Linked DNA regions of Sus scrofa: all the other regions are linked to region 1. Evidence: chromatin contacts called from public HiChIP or PLAC-seq data. All regions are on one chromosome and are shown on one strand. Each heading gives the region's core, a stretch centred on a gene start, on an enhancer-like site or on the middle of the called end of the contact. The rest is flanking DNA. Distances are from core to core; before and after follow the strand shown.

Region 1 (4,700 bases), core at 1,561-4,060:
TTGGCTTGCCCCAAATCCGTGGCCTGTGCGTTGGAGAGTTAAGAATAGATATGAGTTCTCCAGGACTTGGTCCAGTGACTCTCCCCTCCCCCAGGATGCCTTTCCGGGAGTGAGAAGAATTAAGATCTGCTATTAAAAGAAAGATGAGAAAGAAACGTTGTTGCCTTCAAGGTGACTGCTCTGGCTTGGAGGTGGAGGAGTCCAGCCAACACTGTGGGTTTGAGAGGCTCTTCCTCCATCAGCTCAGCTTACCTGCTCCAAGTCCCAGTAGCTGGGGCCGTCCTCCTCTGAATCGTACAAAGAGAGCTCAGGGTCCACTGGAGCCTGGACGGGGGCGGGGAGGAAGGAAAGGGGAGCAGAATGAGTGCCAGTGCCTGAATGACAGCCTGGCTCCAAGGGCAGGCTCCAGGGGAGAGGGAGAGGGGGGACCACATGTTCTTTTTTTTTTTTTTTTTCTGTCTTTTTGTCATTTGTTGACTGCTCCCACAGCATATGGAGGTTCTCAGGCCAGGGGTCTAACTGGAGCTGTAGCCGCCAGCCTACACCAGAGCCACAGCAACTTGGGATCCGAGCCGCATCTTCAACCTACACCACAGCTCATGGCAACGCCGGATCCTTAACCCACTGAGCAAGGCCAAGGATCGAACCCGCAACCTCATGGTTCCTTGTCGGATTCACTAACCACTGGGCCACGACGGAAACTCCGGGGGACCACAGGTTCTGACACAACTCACCCTCTTGCCCCTTCCCTCGCCTCCCTCATTTGCCTCTCAAAATACAGCCCAGCTGTGCTCTTCTTCCTCACAGCAGACAGGTGTGCATCGGGGGCGGCCTCTGCAGTGGGGCTCTCAGAGGCAGGGAGGGTTACCTAGCTTATGGGGAGGACTGGCTAGCTGCCTGACCTGGGGGTCTGTTTCCCCGCCCTGGAAGTCTGTTTCCTCATCTGTAAGAGGGTACTCGAACTCACTTTGCTGGTTCTCCTTCACTGCACTGTTGAAAAGGGTGTGTGTGTGTGTGTGTGTGTAATTCGTATATGTGTATATATTCTGTAACATGTAAATGTACAATGGGTATAATATAAATTTTTAAGAATATCTACACCGTAGCGGAGTTCCCATCGTGGCTCAGGTGTTAACGAACCCAACTAAGATCTATGAGGATGGGGGTTCAATCCCGGCCTTGCTCAGTGGGTTAAGGATCCGGCATTGCTGTGGCTCTGGCGTAGATTGGCGGCAACAGCTCCAATTAGACCCCTAGCCTGAGAGCCTCCATATGCCACAAGTGTGGCCCTAAAAAGCAAAAAAAAAAAAAAAAAAATCTACACTGTAGTAACTGGACATTATTTGTGCAATAACGGATGCTGAGGATTCTTCCAGAATCTCCCTCTTTGCTCTGGCGACGAGGTGCATGTGGCCAGAAAGGCCTTTGCTCTCACACAGTTTCTCTCTGTGTGCCATGGGCTGGCGCCAGGCCCCGTGTTTCCTTGGGCAGGCTTTCAGCACTTAGAACAGATGGCTTCACCTTTATCAGTCTCTTAAAGCAAAGAGCAAGTGGTTGCCCTGGGGCCAGAAAAGACTTTCTGAGGACCCACAGAGGGCAGAAGAGTTTTTTTGTTTTTTCGTTATTGTTTTTTGTTATTTTATTTTTTTATCATGGGCACAGCACAGAGTCTTGGGAGGTCAAGGGCAGCATGAGCTGGGAGGGCAATCTTGGAGGTGGGGTTGGCTGGGGAGGCCTGGGCAAGGACTCCAGCAGGATGGGATTTTTCTACCTCCCGGGCTTTCTGGAGTGTTATTTGTAGACAGTGTTATTTGTAGCTCATTTGCATACCGCTTACTGAGCTAGGAAATTAAATGTCAAGAAGCTGAGACAAAACCCTGAGCCATACTCTTCATCCATCACCAGTCTGAAATCTCTAAGCTCTGCTAAATTAAAACGGGCAGGCTTACTCCCCTCCCTTCTCCAAGGCTTCTTCTAGAAAGAGGGAAGGAGCAGGAGAGGGTCGGCTGTGCCAGAATTCTGGGCATAACCTACTACGCTTTGGGTGTTTGTGTGATCTGGAAATTAATGTTGGTAAAGAATTTTATAATACAAAACTCTTGAAAGGGACATAAAAAATATGATCAGATGATCCTAAAGTCAAAATAAAAGAAAAATCCTGTGAGTTAGGTAATATTACCTTGGGGTAGCCATTCCACAGATAAGAAAACAGCTTCAGAAACATTTATCTTTTCGCTTTTTTGGTCTGCACCTTTGGCATTTGGAAGCTCCCAGGTCCAATCAGAGGTGCTGCTGCCAGCCTATGCCACAGCCCCAGCAAGGCAGGATCTGAGCTGTGTCTGCGACATACACCACAGCTCATAGCAACACCGGATCCTTCACCCACTGAGCAAGGCCGGGGATCAAACCCGCATCCTCATGGATCGTAGTTGAGGATTGACGGGAACTCCCAGAAAAGTTAAACGACAGAATTGGTGTTGGAACCCAAACCGTCCTGCTATTTCAGTGCCCTGGGGCCCAGGGTTCTCTAAGCACAGACATCTTACCCCTCGGAAAGCATGTCCTGGGGCCACTTCCTGGGCCTTTGCCTGGGCAAAGAGGACAGCATCGTGTATGCTGGGAAAGACGTGATCGCGCTCTAGACACCCATCTTCAAAGACGCCTCCGTGGCTAATGTCATTGTACACCTGGGCTGGAAAGAGGGAAAGAGCACCTTCAAAAGGTAACCCCGTTGTGGACTGGAGCTGGGGGCAGGGGAAGATGGTGAGAGGGAAGGGGAGAGCAGGCTTTGCAGTATCAGTTCTGGACAGCAGGGGGCAACTCGAGCTCGAGGATGCTGAACATTCAACCCAGGGCAGAAGGAAGCAATTGGATTCAGGGAGTTGGTAGTTTGCGGTGATTCCAGAGGGAAAGGCTAAACGATCTGGGGGGTGGTGTCCAGTGAGGGGTGGGGGGGAGAGCCTCTGCTCTAACTCCAGAGCACACACAGAGCAGGTCACTGCCGGTACAGACGCTCACCCTGAGCGGAGCTGCAGCTGCCTAGGCCTGCTGGCAGTCGCTGACCTCAGAGGGAATCAGGGTGTGTGTGGGCCCCTTCCCATTCCCTTGTGTGTCTGTGTGCACCTGCTGTGTGTCCACATCCCTGCACTCTGTATACATGCTAACAAGGCGAAGGTCCACTGCCACTTGGCATGTCCTTGAGGCTGTGTATGTGTGCCCCTTGGAGGCTGTGTGCCTATAAAATTGTGTGTCTGAATCTTCCCCAGATAGTTATGGTATATCTAACTATACTGTAGAGAAGATACCCAAATTCATCTGGTCCACCCCCTCATTTTATGAAGGTGGCAACTGATCCCTAGATAGATGAAGTGACCTGACCAAGGAGATATGTGGCAAGTTACTGGTGGGGCAAATTAGAATCCTAGTTGCCATACCCGTGACATGTGGAAATTCCCAGGCCAGGGATGGAAGCTATACCACAGCAGTGACAACACTGGATCCTTAACCCACTGAGCCACCAGGGAACTCCCCTAGCTGTCCTTTTTTTTTTTTTTTGTCTTTTTGTCTTTTTGCCTTTTCTAGGGCTGCTCCTACGGCATATGGAGGTTCCCAGGCTAGGGGGCGAATCAGAGCTGTAGCCGCCAGCCTACACCACAGCCACAACAACGCCAGATCTGAGCCGCGTCTGCAACCTACACCACAGCTCATGGCAACGCTGGATCCTTAACACACTAAGCAAGGCCAGGGATCGAACCTGCAAGCTCATGGTTCCTAGTCGGATTCGTTAACCACTGAGCCATGACGGGAACTCCCTTTCTTTCTTTTTTTTTGATATTTTTTGTCTTTTTAGGGCCACACTCATGGCATATGGAGGTTCCCAGGCTAGGGGTCCAATCGGAGCTGAAGCCACTGGTCTATGCCACAGCCATAGCCACATCAACTCCAGATCCAAGCTGCATCTGCCACCTACATGCAGCTCATGACAGATCCTTAATCCACTGAGCAAAGCCAGAGATCGAACCCATGTCTTCATGGATGCTAGTCGAGTTTGCTAACCACTGAGCCACCACGGGAGCGCCATCATTGTCCTTAACTCCACAATCCCCACTCTGTTTTTGAGACCCCTAGGATGTTTATATACTCTAGCTGTGGTCCCTTCTGACTCGTGCCTGAAGCTCTTACAAGCAGGCAGTAGTTTGGGAGAACGTTTGGGTGTTCTCATTTCCACCCCCCTGGCTATTCAGCATCCCCCCCCACCTGTTCCTACCCTACTCCCTCACCAGCCTCCTGGTCTCCTAACCATCCGCCTTCTCTTACCATGAATGTTCACCAAGAAGACCTGCACACCAATCTTCCTGTAAGTGGAGCTCAGCTGGGGGGTGGGGAGGGGGGTGGGGTAGGGAGACAAAAGGAAAAGAATGTTCTGAGTGGATCTCAAAAGTAATTCACAAAATGCACTTCAGAGGGGAAGCCAAACAAATAAGCAGCCCTGAGAGCCCTGGCAGCCAAAGATAAAAATAGCAGCAAAGCACACCACTTCTCCCTGGAGTGTTGGCGGATTGCTCCTCTGGAAAGCGGGGAGGACATGGGGCTTTGCCAACCAGGCAGCCACTTAAAGTCCCCGAGGCCCCTTCGTATGGGGCCAGATCTTTTCTTTCTGTAGCTGAGAGTCCCAGACTCCATCTCTCCCGTGAATGTGT
Region 2 (4,700 bases), core at 1,167-3,666, 84 kb before region 1:
AGTTACCCAACAAGGACCTACTGTATACACAGGGAACTATACTCAATAACCTATAAAGGGAAAGAATTAGAAAAAGAATAAACCTGAAACACTTTGCTATATACCTAATGCAACATTGTAAATCAACTGTGTTTCAGTTAAAAAAAATTTAAAAAGTTATGGTACATCAATACAACACAAGAGAATTCAGCCATACAAATCAGGGGTCTCTGTTTTTACACACGGATGTGGAATGATCTCTAAGATAAAATCTTAAGTGTTAAAAGCGGTGTGTGGATAGCGCGTGTAGTGTGCTACACGTGGGTTAAAAAAGGAGGAACATAAGAAAAACATGTATGTTTGCCTGTATAAATATAGAATAAGCTTGAAGGATATATAAGAAATAGATCTAGATGTTTCCATCGTGGCTCAGCAGCAGTTAACAAACCCGACTAGGATCCATGAGGATGTGGGTTGGACCCCCATCCTTGCTGAGTGGGTCAAGGATCTGGCGTTGCTGTGAGCTGTGGTGTAGGTCGCAGATGTGGCTGGGATCTGACGTTGCTGTGGCTGTGGCGTAGGCCGGCGGCTGTAGCTCTGATCCGACCCCTAGCCTGGGAACTTTCATATGCCACAGGTGCGCACCCCCCTCCACCGCAAAAAAAAAAAAAGAAAAAGAAAAAGAAATAGATCTAGATAAACAACAGGGTCCTACTATATAGCACAGAACTCTACTGAATATCTTGTAATAACCTGGAATCATATATATATATACACACACACACATATATATATGAATCACTTTGCTGTACACCAGAACCTAACATAACATTGTAAATCAACTATACCTCGGAAAAAGAAAGAAGGAAAGAAAGGAAGAAAGAAAACAAACATAACACCAGTGGCCTGTGAGGAAGAGAAGTGGGGATGGCTGGGAAGAGAAGACTTTTCGCTGAGTTTCACTATGAACCTTAAAAATTTTTTGAACTATGTGACTCTTATTACCTATTCAAAAAACAAATCCAGACATCTAAAATGTGATTCTGAGGGTGAGTCTGGCTATAAATGGGTTGTATGAAGGAGCCTTGTGGTGATGGAACCATGGTTTATCTTGATGGTGGTGATGGTTTCAGGAATGTACATTTGATAGACTTGCACAGAACTATACACGCCTGCATACACAGGAGTGCATGTAAAATTGGTGCAATCTGGGAGTTCCTGTCCTGGCTCAGAGGAAACAATCTGACTAGCATCCATGAGGACACGGGTTCAATCCCTGGACTTGCTCAGTGGGTTAATGATCTGGTGTTGCCGTGAGCTGTGGGTATAGGCTGCAGATGTGGCTCGGATCTGGAGTGGCTGTGGCTGTGGCTGTGGCTGGCAGCTACAGCTCCGATTCGACGCCTAGCCTGGGAACCTCCACATGCTGCTGGTGCAACCCTAAAAAGACAAAAAAAAAAAAAAAAAAAAAAGTGCAATCTGTGCATTGTACCAATGTGGATTTCCTGTCTTTTGTTGTTGTTGTTTGTTTGTTTTATGGTTGCACCTGTGGCATAAGGAAGTTCCCTAGCCAGGGATAGAATCTGAGCTGTAGTTGTGACCTATGCCACAGCTGCAGCAATGCAGGATCCTTTAACCCGCACTGGGCTGGGGATCAAACCCATGCCTCTGAATCGACCCAAGCTGCTTCAGTCGGATTCTCAACTCACTGCACCACAAAGGGAATTCCAATTTTTTGGTTTTGATGTTGTGCTATAATTATGCAAGATGTTGGAAACTGGGTGAAGAGTACATGCGATCTCTCTGTACATTGTGGGGGGCAACTTCTTGTGAACATGTAATTATTTCAAAATAAAAATTGAAAAAAATATAGTAGAAAACCAGGGAGAAGGTGTCTTAGAATTATAGAATGGCAAGGCAGTAGTTCTGATACTTTTCCAAGCTGTGAAAACTTTTTTTGGCTGTACTCTTGGCATGTGGAAGCTCCCGAGCCAGAGACTGAACCCATGCCATAGCTGTAACCAAAGACACGGCAGTGACAACCAGTGCTGCATTCTTAGCCTCTGAGCCACGAGGAAATTCCTGTGAAACCCTTTATTCAAATGAAATCTCCCAAGAAATGCCCGCACATAAACAGAGCCACATGGAGCTGTGTGGCCAGGCTACATACCTGCCTGAAATCTCCCACCCTCGGTTCATTCCTCTCAACTTACAAATGGATCACTGAGGCTCAGAGGAGTGAAACAACGGCGCCAAAGTCACACAGTGTATTAGTGACTTTGCTGGAACTATAACCTGCCCAGTGTTTACTGGCCACACAGTCACAGAGAAAGAGGGGGCAGAATGTCTGATAGGACAAGCCTGAATGTCCCCTTCCATCCCTGCAGGGCAGCCTTGGCCCCTCGCCATGCCCCACCAGCCCGTACCTGGAGCAGTGCAGCTGTCATGTAGAAGATGATGAAGATGAGTGTGAGGGTGGTGTGCCCGCCCTGCATACAGCTGATGGTGTAGAGAAACACTAGGTGTCCCGGAACCACGAGGAGAAAGAGGACGCGGGCCGAGCGGGAATTCACATCTGGGACCAGGAGAGAGACAGTGTGAGGAGGAGGAGGGGAGGAGGAGAGCCTTTCCCAGCCAGGTGGTACCTCGCTACACTCTGGGGCCACAGACAGGGGACTGTCTCTACAGCTCTATCCCGTGGTGCCCAGCCCCTTCCTGCCTGGGCTTTGCCCTCCAAGACAGCTGGGATCTAGAGCCCAACAGAAAAAAAGAGCCTACAGCTCTGGGCTCCGGCTGTTGCAAAAGTGATAGCGTGAAGCTCAAGTGGGCAGGACCTCTGGCATTACCGGGACTGAAGAAGGTGGTACAAGGACTGGGGCAGCGGCGAGGGACTTGCTCAGAGTTCTCCCCCGGCATCCCATTCATGTGGAGGAACGTGGAGATGCGGCTGGCCTGCACGGCCACCAGATTGCCCCCAACACCTGCAGAGACATGTAAGACCTGAGACATGGCGGGGGTGGGGATGGCCATTCACCAGCCCCGGGAGACACTAAGGAGGAAGACAAAGGCACCCCTCCTTCCAGGCTCCTCCCATCTTCCTGCTACGGAGATGTGACAGTCCCATGTACTGGGACTGACCGGTGTGGTTGATTGTAGGACACAGGCGGACTCAGGGAGCCTGACTTACCCACCAGTACAGCGTGTGCACCTGCTGTGCCACACAGCCAAAGGCACGGGGCCCGTCTGCCTCAGCCTTTCTCCAAAGGACCCAGATACCCAATGCTCATGTGTGGGTTCTAGCAAACAGTTTCAGGGTGGAGCTCCGAACTCTGGTACCTCTTCTAGGAACTGTGCTAATGACTCTGCCCTTTATCCCAACCTATCCCTGCCCTTCTCAGCCTTCTCTGAGCCCTGGGAAGCCAACTTCTACAGACTGCATCACCAGCCTCCCTGCTGGCTGCTTCTAACTGGGTCTCTTCATCGGGAGGAACCAGTAGACAGTCAGAGAGGGTGGGAGGAGAGGGAGGTCAGGCATTTCTTTCCTGACCCCTCCCTGCTTTTTGGCAGAGGTTAACCCCTGGGGGGGGGCAGAGGAGCATTCTCTCTGAGCTCCCAAAACACCACCTCCTCCCCTTGACCCTCGAGGAACCTCTGGGTCCTTCTACCCTGCTCCCACCTCTGTGGGAAGCCTTCTTCAAGTTTTTTTTTTTTTTTTTTTTTTTTTTTTTTTTTTTTCTATTTTAGGGCTGCACCTGCAGCATATGGAGATTCCCAGGCTAGGGGTGTATTGGAGCTGTAGCCACTGGCCTATACCACAGCCACAGCAACACCAGATCTGAGCCACGTCTGTGACCATATCATAGTTCATGGCAATGTCGGATCCTTAACCCACTGAGTGAGGCCAGGGATCGAACCCATATCCCCATGGATCCTAGTCAGGTTCACAGACCACTGAGCCATGAAGGGAACTCCTTCATTAAAGTTTGAACTGTCTGAGCGGGACTTCCTTGCCTCCTAGAACTTGGACTGACACAGAGGCCCCCTCTGACCCTCTGATCCCATCCTCTTCTTTCCCCCAGCAGCTGATGCCAAGACCTCACCATTAATCACAGGCGTGAAGACAGCCATCCCTGCAAAGTTGGGGTCTGAGACAGTCTTGTCCAGGATGAGGCCTCCCACGCTACATGGACACAAAGACAAGATGACACAAAGAGCACTGAAGGGTTCTATTGCAGTCCCAGGATGACAGGCGCAGGCCCGTCTGGTTGTGGACAGCAAGGTGGCTCCTGGGAGTCCCCTGCTTCCAGTCCTTGTCTCCCGGCCACAGCCAGCTGATGCCCCTGACATTCACACTGGCACAGTGCCCCAAGCAAGCTGGTGGTGCTGGGCCAGGCAGACGCCTCCTTCACCCACCCCCCTATTTGTCTAGAGGAGCCACCTGCTGTTTTGCCTGCTCAGTATTTATTTCCCCTTCTGGTGACAGTGCTGCGCTTTTCCTCAGGGAACCACCTCTCCCGAACTCCAGTCACTGTGGTGACATTGCTCCGGGAGGATGGTGAAGCCTGGGGCCACCCAATCAGAGCAGCACATCTCTACCGCTGCAGTGATTGGTTCAGGGATAGCCAGGTGACTGGATGACAGCCAATGAAATTCTATAATGGGACTTTGTGGGACTGTTGAAAGACTCTCTCTCTCCCTGCTGTAATTAGTAAGCGTAAGAA
Region 3 (4,700 bases), core at 889-3,388, 67 kb after region 1:
TTGCTTTTTAGGGCTGCACCTGTGGCATATGGAGGTTCCCAGGCTAGAGGTCAAATCAAACCTGTAGCTGCTGGCCTACACCACAGCTCACGGTAACTCGGGATCCGAGCTGTGTTTGCAACCTACACCACAGCTCATGGCAACGCTGGATCCTTAACCCACTGAGTGAGGCCAGGGATCGAACCTGCAGCCTCATGTTTCCTAGTCGGATTCATTAACCACTGAGCCATGACGGGAACTCCTTCATTGTAGTTTTGATTTGCATTTCTTTAATAATTAGTGATGAGCATATTTTCATATGCCTATTGGCCACCTGTATGTCTTCTCTGGAGAAATATCTATTTAGGTCTTCTGTCCATTTTTTTATTAGGTTTTTTTTTTATATTGAGCTGTATGAACTGTTCGTATATTTAGGATATTAAGCTCTTGTTGGTTGCATCTTTTGCACATATTTTCTCCCATTCTATAGGTTGTCTTTCCATTTTGTTTATGGTTTTCTTTGCTGTGCAAAAGCTTATAAGTTTGATCAGGTTCCATTTCTTTATTTTTGCTTTTATTTCTTTTGCCTTGGGAGACTGACTGAGAAAACATTGCTACAATTTACATCAGAGTATGTTTGCCTATGTTCTCTCCCAGGAGTTTTAGGGTGTCATGTCTTATATTTAAGTCTTTAAGCCATTTCAAGTTTACTTTTGTGTGCAGTGTGAAAAAGTGTTCAAACATCATCGATTTACATGCAGCTGTCCAGCTTTCCCGTTACCACTTGCTGAAGATAGTGTCTTTTCTCCTCTCTATATTCTTACCTCCTTTGTGGATGATTCATTGACCATAAATGTGTGTATTTCTGGGTTCTTTATTCTGTTCCAGTAATCTATATGTTGGTTTTGTGCCAATACCATGCTGTTTTGATTACTGTTGCTTTGTCATAATGTCTGAAATCTGGAACAATTATGCTTCCAGCTTTGTTCTTTTTCCTCAGGACTGCTTTTGCAATTCTGGGTCTTGTGTGGTTCCATATGAATTTTAGGTTTATTTGTTCTAGTGCTGTAAAAAAAACAATAATTTAATAGGAATCGCATTGACTCCGTAGATAAGCGATCTACCACAATGGGTAGTACGGCCACCTTAACAATATTAATTCTTTGAATGCAAGAACATGGAATGTCTTTCCATTTCCTTGAATCTGCTTTGATTTCCTTTATCAGTGTTTTATAGTTCTCAGTGTATAAGTCTTTCACCTCCTCAGTTAGGCTTATTCCTAGTTTGTTTTTTTTTTTTTAATGAAATTTTAAAGGGGATTTTTTTTAACTTTCTCTTTCTGATATTTTATAGTTAGTATAAAGAAATAGACAGATTTCTGTGTATTAATCTTGTATCCTGCTACCTTGCTGAATTCATTTTTCAGTTATAATAGTTTTTTTTTTTTTTTTTTTTTTTTTTGGTCTTTTGTCTTTTCAGGGCCGCAACTGCAGCATATGGAGGTTCCCAGGCTAGGGGTCGAATTGGAGCTACAGCTGCCAGCCTATACCGGAGCCACAGCAATACCATATCTGAGCTGTGTCTGCGACCTACACCACAGCTCATGGCAATACCAGATCCTTAACCCGCTGAGTGAGGCCAGGGATCGAACCCGCAACCTCATGGTTCCTAGTTGGGTTTGGTTCTGCTACGCCATGACGGGAACTCCCTAATAGTTTTTGTGTGAAGCCTTTAGGGTTTTCTATGGAGATTACCATGTCATCTACGTATAGTGACAGTTTTACCTTTTCCCATCTGATTTGGATACCTTTTATTTCTTTTTCTTGTCTGATTGCTGTGACTAGGACTTCCAATACTATGTTGAATACTAGTGGTGAAAGTGGGCAACCTTGCTTGCTCCAGAATTTAACAAGAAGGCTTTCAGCTTTTCACCATTTAGTGTTATGTTGGCTGTGGGAGAAATTTCTTGATCACATTCTCTGGTGCACCTGTAAACATTGCATAAGTGCAAGGGTGGGATTGCAGGGTCAAAGGGCCTGTGTATGCAATATAGCCACAGACTTGTTCTATAAGTTTACTTTGGAGCTTATAAGCTAGGGCAGTGTCTTTTCAGAGGTCAGTATTGGGAAAGGAGGTCCAGGGTGTTGACAAACGGGTAAACCCTGAGATCAACCTTAGGAAATTCCTACCCTTAAGTGTAGTCATTCACATGGTAATTCACAGAGCAGTGCACAGACTTGCCAGTTAACTCCAGAGTTGAGCTTCTGAGGTTGGAAATATTTGCTCAGTTATTAGCTAGCATCCCTAGAGACAGGATCCTCCTATAGGACAAAGCAGAACCTATACTTGAAGGGATCTCCCCACACCCCAGGAGCCTTGGAGTCTTGGCCAGAGCATCTGGGCTTGGGGGATTTCTCTGATGTTTACCGTCTGGGAGCAGAATCCAAGTTTGTCAGTCTTGGATTCAAGACCACAGGGCGTGACTAACTGGATGCAGCTAGTTTCTGGTTGGAGCTTTGCTTTTCTCCCTGTTTGTTCTTTCTTCCACCAAGATTCATGTTCCTTCTTTTAAATGATTGACTGTGTAATACATTCAAAGACTTCAAAATTCGAGGTGTAAAATTATACAAAAAAAAAAAAATTCTTGCTCCCACTCCTGACACCACTTGCCCAGTCCCCCTTTTGAAAGGTAACCACTTTTATCCATTTCTTCTGCATCCTTCTAGAGTTTTCTTTATGTACAGTGTATAAGTAAAAATGAACCTAAAGTCTTATTTAAGCCTCTTGTTATAGAAGAGTTAGCATATTTTATCCATGATTCTGCCATTGCCTTTTCACACAGCAGTACATCTCAGATATCTGTTCCATGTGATTACATAGAACTTTTCATTGCTTTTTTTAAAAAGAGCTGTGCTGTGTTCTATTATATTCTGCAGTATTTATTTATCATCTACTATGCATCCATTTCTATGCTGAGGGCTGGTATTAAAATGATGAGTCACAACAAGTCCTGCCACTGTTGGTGGGAATGCAAATTGGTACAACCACTCTGGAAAACAGTATGGAGGGTCCTCAGAAAACTAAATATAGGACCACCAGATGACCTAGAAATCCCACTCCTGGGCATATATCCAGACAGAACTATGGTTCAAAAAGTCACTTGCACCCATGTGTTCATCACAGCACTATTTGCATTAGCCAAGACGTGGAAACAACCTAAATGTCCATTGACAGATGAATGAATGAAGATGTGGTACATATATACCATGGAATACTACTCAGCCACAACAAGATGGAAATGATGCCATTTGCAACAACATGGATGCAAATGGAGAGTCTCATACTAAGTGAAGTAAGTCAGAAAGAGAAAAACAAATGCCATACCATATCACTTATATGTGAAATCTAAAATATGGCACACAGAGTTCCCGTCGTGGCTCAGCGGAAATGAATCTGACTAGTATCCATGAGGATGCAGGTTTGTTCCCTGGCCTCGCTCAGTGGGTTAAGGATCCTGCGTTGCCATGAGTTGTGGTGTAGGTTGAAGATGCAGCTCGGATTTGGCATGGCTGTGGGTGTGGCGTAGGCCAGTGGCTACAGCTCCGATTAGACCCCTAACACGGGAACCTCCATATGCCGTGGGTGCAAATCTAAGAAGACAAAATAAATAAATAATAAATAAATAAAATATGGCACAGATAAACCTATCTACAGAATAGAAACAGACACACAGATATGGAGGGCAGACTTGGGGTTGCCAAGGGGGTAGGGGGAGGGAGTGAAATGGACTGGGAGATTGGGGTTAATAGATGCAACCTATTCCATTTAGAATGGATAAGCAGTGAGGTCCTACTGTAAAGCACAGGGGAGTATATCCAGTCTTTTGGGATAGACCATGATGGGAGATAATATAAGAAAGGGAATGTGTGTGTATATATATATATATATGTATGACCGGGTCACTTTGCAGTGCAGCAGAGATTGGCATGATATTGTAACTCAACTACACTTAAATTAGAAAAAGAAAGAAAGAAACAGGAGTTCCTGTCATGGCTCAGTGGAAACGAATCTGAGATCTGAGTAGGAACCATGAGGATGCAGATTCGATCCCTGGCCTTGCCCAATGGGTTAAGGATCCGGCATTGCCGTGAGCTGTGGTATAGGTCGCAGATGCGGCTTGGATCTGGCATTGCTGTGGCTGTGGTGTAGGCCGGCAGCTACAGCTCTGATTAAACTCCCAGCTTGGGAACCTCCATATGCCTCGGGTCTGGCCCTAAAAAGACAAAACAAACAAACAAACAAACAAACAAAAACAAAAAAAAACAAAACCAAACAAGCTCTGCCCTTGGGGAGACTACAGTCTAGGGACAAAAAGACAAACAATTATGATAAAATCATGTAGGAGCCATTCCTTCCAAAAATAGTTTTCGAGTTCCTACCACCTGTCAGGCATTGCTCTGGGCACAGGGGAAGTGATGGTGAATAAAAACCAAGGAAAACCCCTGCCCTGTGGCACTTCTATCCTAGCGGAGCTGACATTCTGGCACCATGATCATGGGGGCGGGCAGTGGGGGACATGTGGCCTTGGGATCAGGGCAGCCTTACCAGAGGAAAATGATGCTTTACCTAATAACTAATAGCTAAGGGGGAGCTAGCCTGGTGACAGGTCAGAGAGGGGCCAGTGTTCCTCCAGGTGGGGGAGGGAGGGTGAGAGACCTACC

Evidence for each region. HiChIP or PLAC-seq counts read pairs in DNA pulled down with a chosen protein or histone mark.
Region 2: an H3K27ac HiChIP or PLAC-seq map of skeletal muscle shows a contact between it and region 1. The contact joins two enhancer-like sites. A contact is called at or near these places in 6 of 47 Hi-C or Micro-C datasets (embryonic fibroblasts, epiblast stem cells, heart right ventricle and 1 more) and 2 of 2 datasets of contacts at active chromatin or transcription factors (alveolar macrophages and skeletal muscle).
Region 3: an H3K27ac HiChIP or PLAC-seq map of alveolar macrophages shows a contact between it and region 1, with 10 times the contacts expected there. The contact joins two enhancer-like sites. A contact is called at or near these places in 1 of 5 promoter capture datasets (liver), 28 of 47 Hi-C or Micro-C datasets (adipose tissue, alveolar macrophages, brain and 15 more) and 2 of 2 datasets of contacts at active chromatin or transcription factors (alveolar macrophages and skeletal muscle).

The regions. Positions count from the first base shown.
Region 1 is chr9:66,561,266-66,565,965 of Sscrofa11.1, forward strand. It overlaps SLC26A9 (solute carrier family 26 member 9), which reads right to left. Exons shown (of 21, transcript XM_021063285.1): 18 at 4,318-4,372; 19 at 2,547-2,692; 20 at 253-324. Among named protein-coding and RNA genes, the nearest start is that of PM20D1, 13 kb to the left of the region's middle. Within about 2 kb of position 2,811, at least 11 of the 83 cell types and tissues checked have an H3K27ac peak or open chromatin away from gene starts, as enhancers often do. A contact at or near this core is called in alveolar macrophages and skeletal muscle, where this site is marked.
Region 2 is chr9:66,477,640-66,482,339 of Sscrofa11.1, forward strand. It overlaps SLC41A1 (solute carrier family 41 member 1), which reads right to left. Exons shown (of 10, transcript NM_001243667.1): 7 at 4,080-4,159; 8 at 2,826-2,960; 9 at 2,406-2,554. Among named protein-coding and RNA genes, the nearest start is that of SLC41A1, 17 kb to the right of the region's middle. Within about 2 kb of position 2,417, at least 4 of the 83 cell types and tissues checked have an H3K27ac peak or open chromatin away from gene starts, as enhancers often do. A contact at or near this core is called in skeletal muscle, where this site is marked.
Region 3 is chr9:66,628,648-66,633,347 of Sscrofa11.1, forward strand. No RefSeq gene overlaps it. Among named protein-coding and RNA genes, the nearest start is that of RAB7B, 35 kb to the right of the region's middle. Within about 2 kb of position 2,139, at least 1 of the 83 cell types and tissues checked has an H3K27ac peak or open chromatin away from gene starts, as enhancers often do. A contact at or near this core is called in alveolar macrophages, where this site is marked.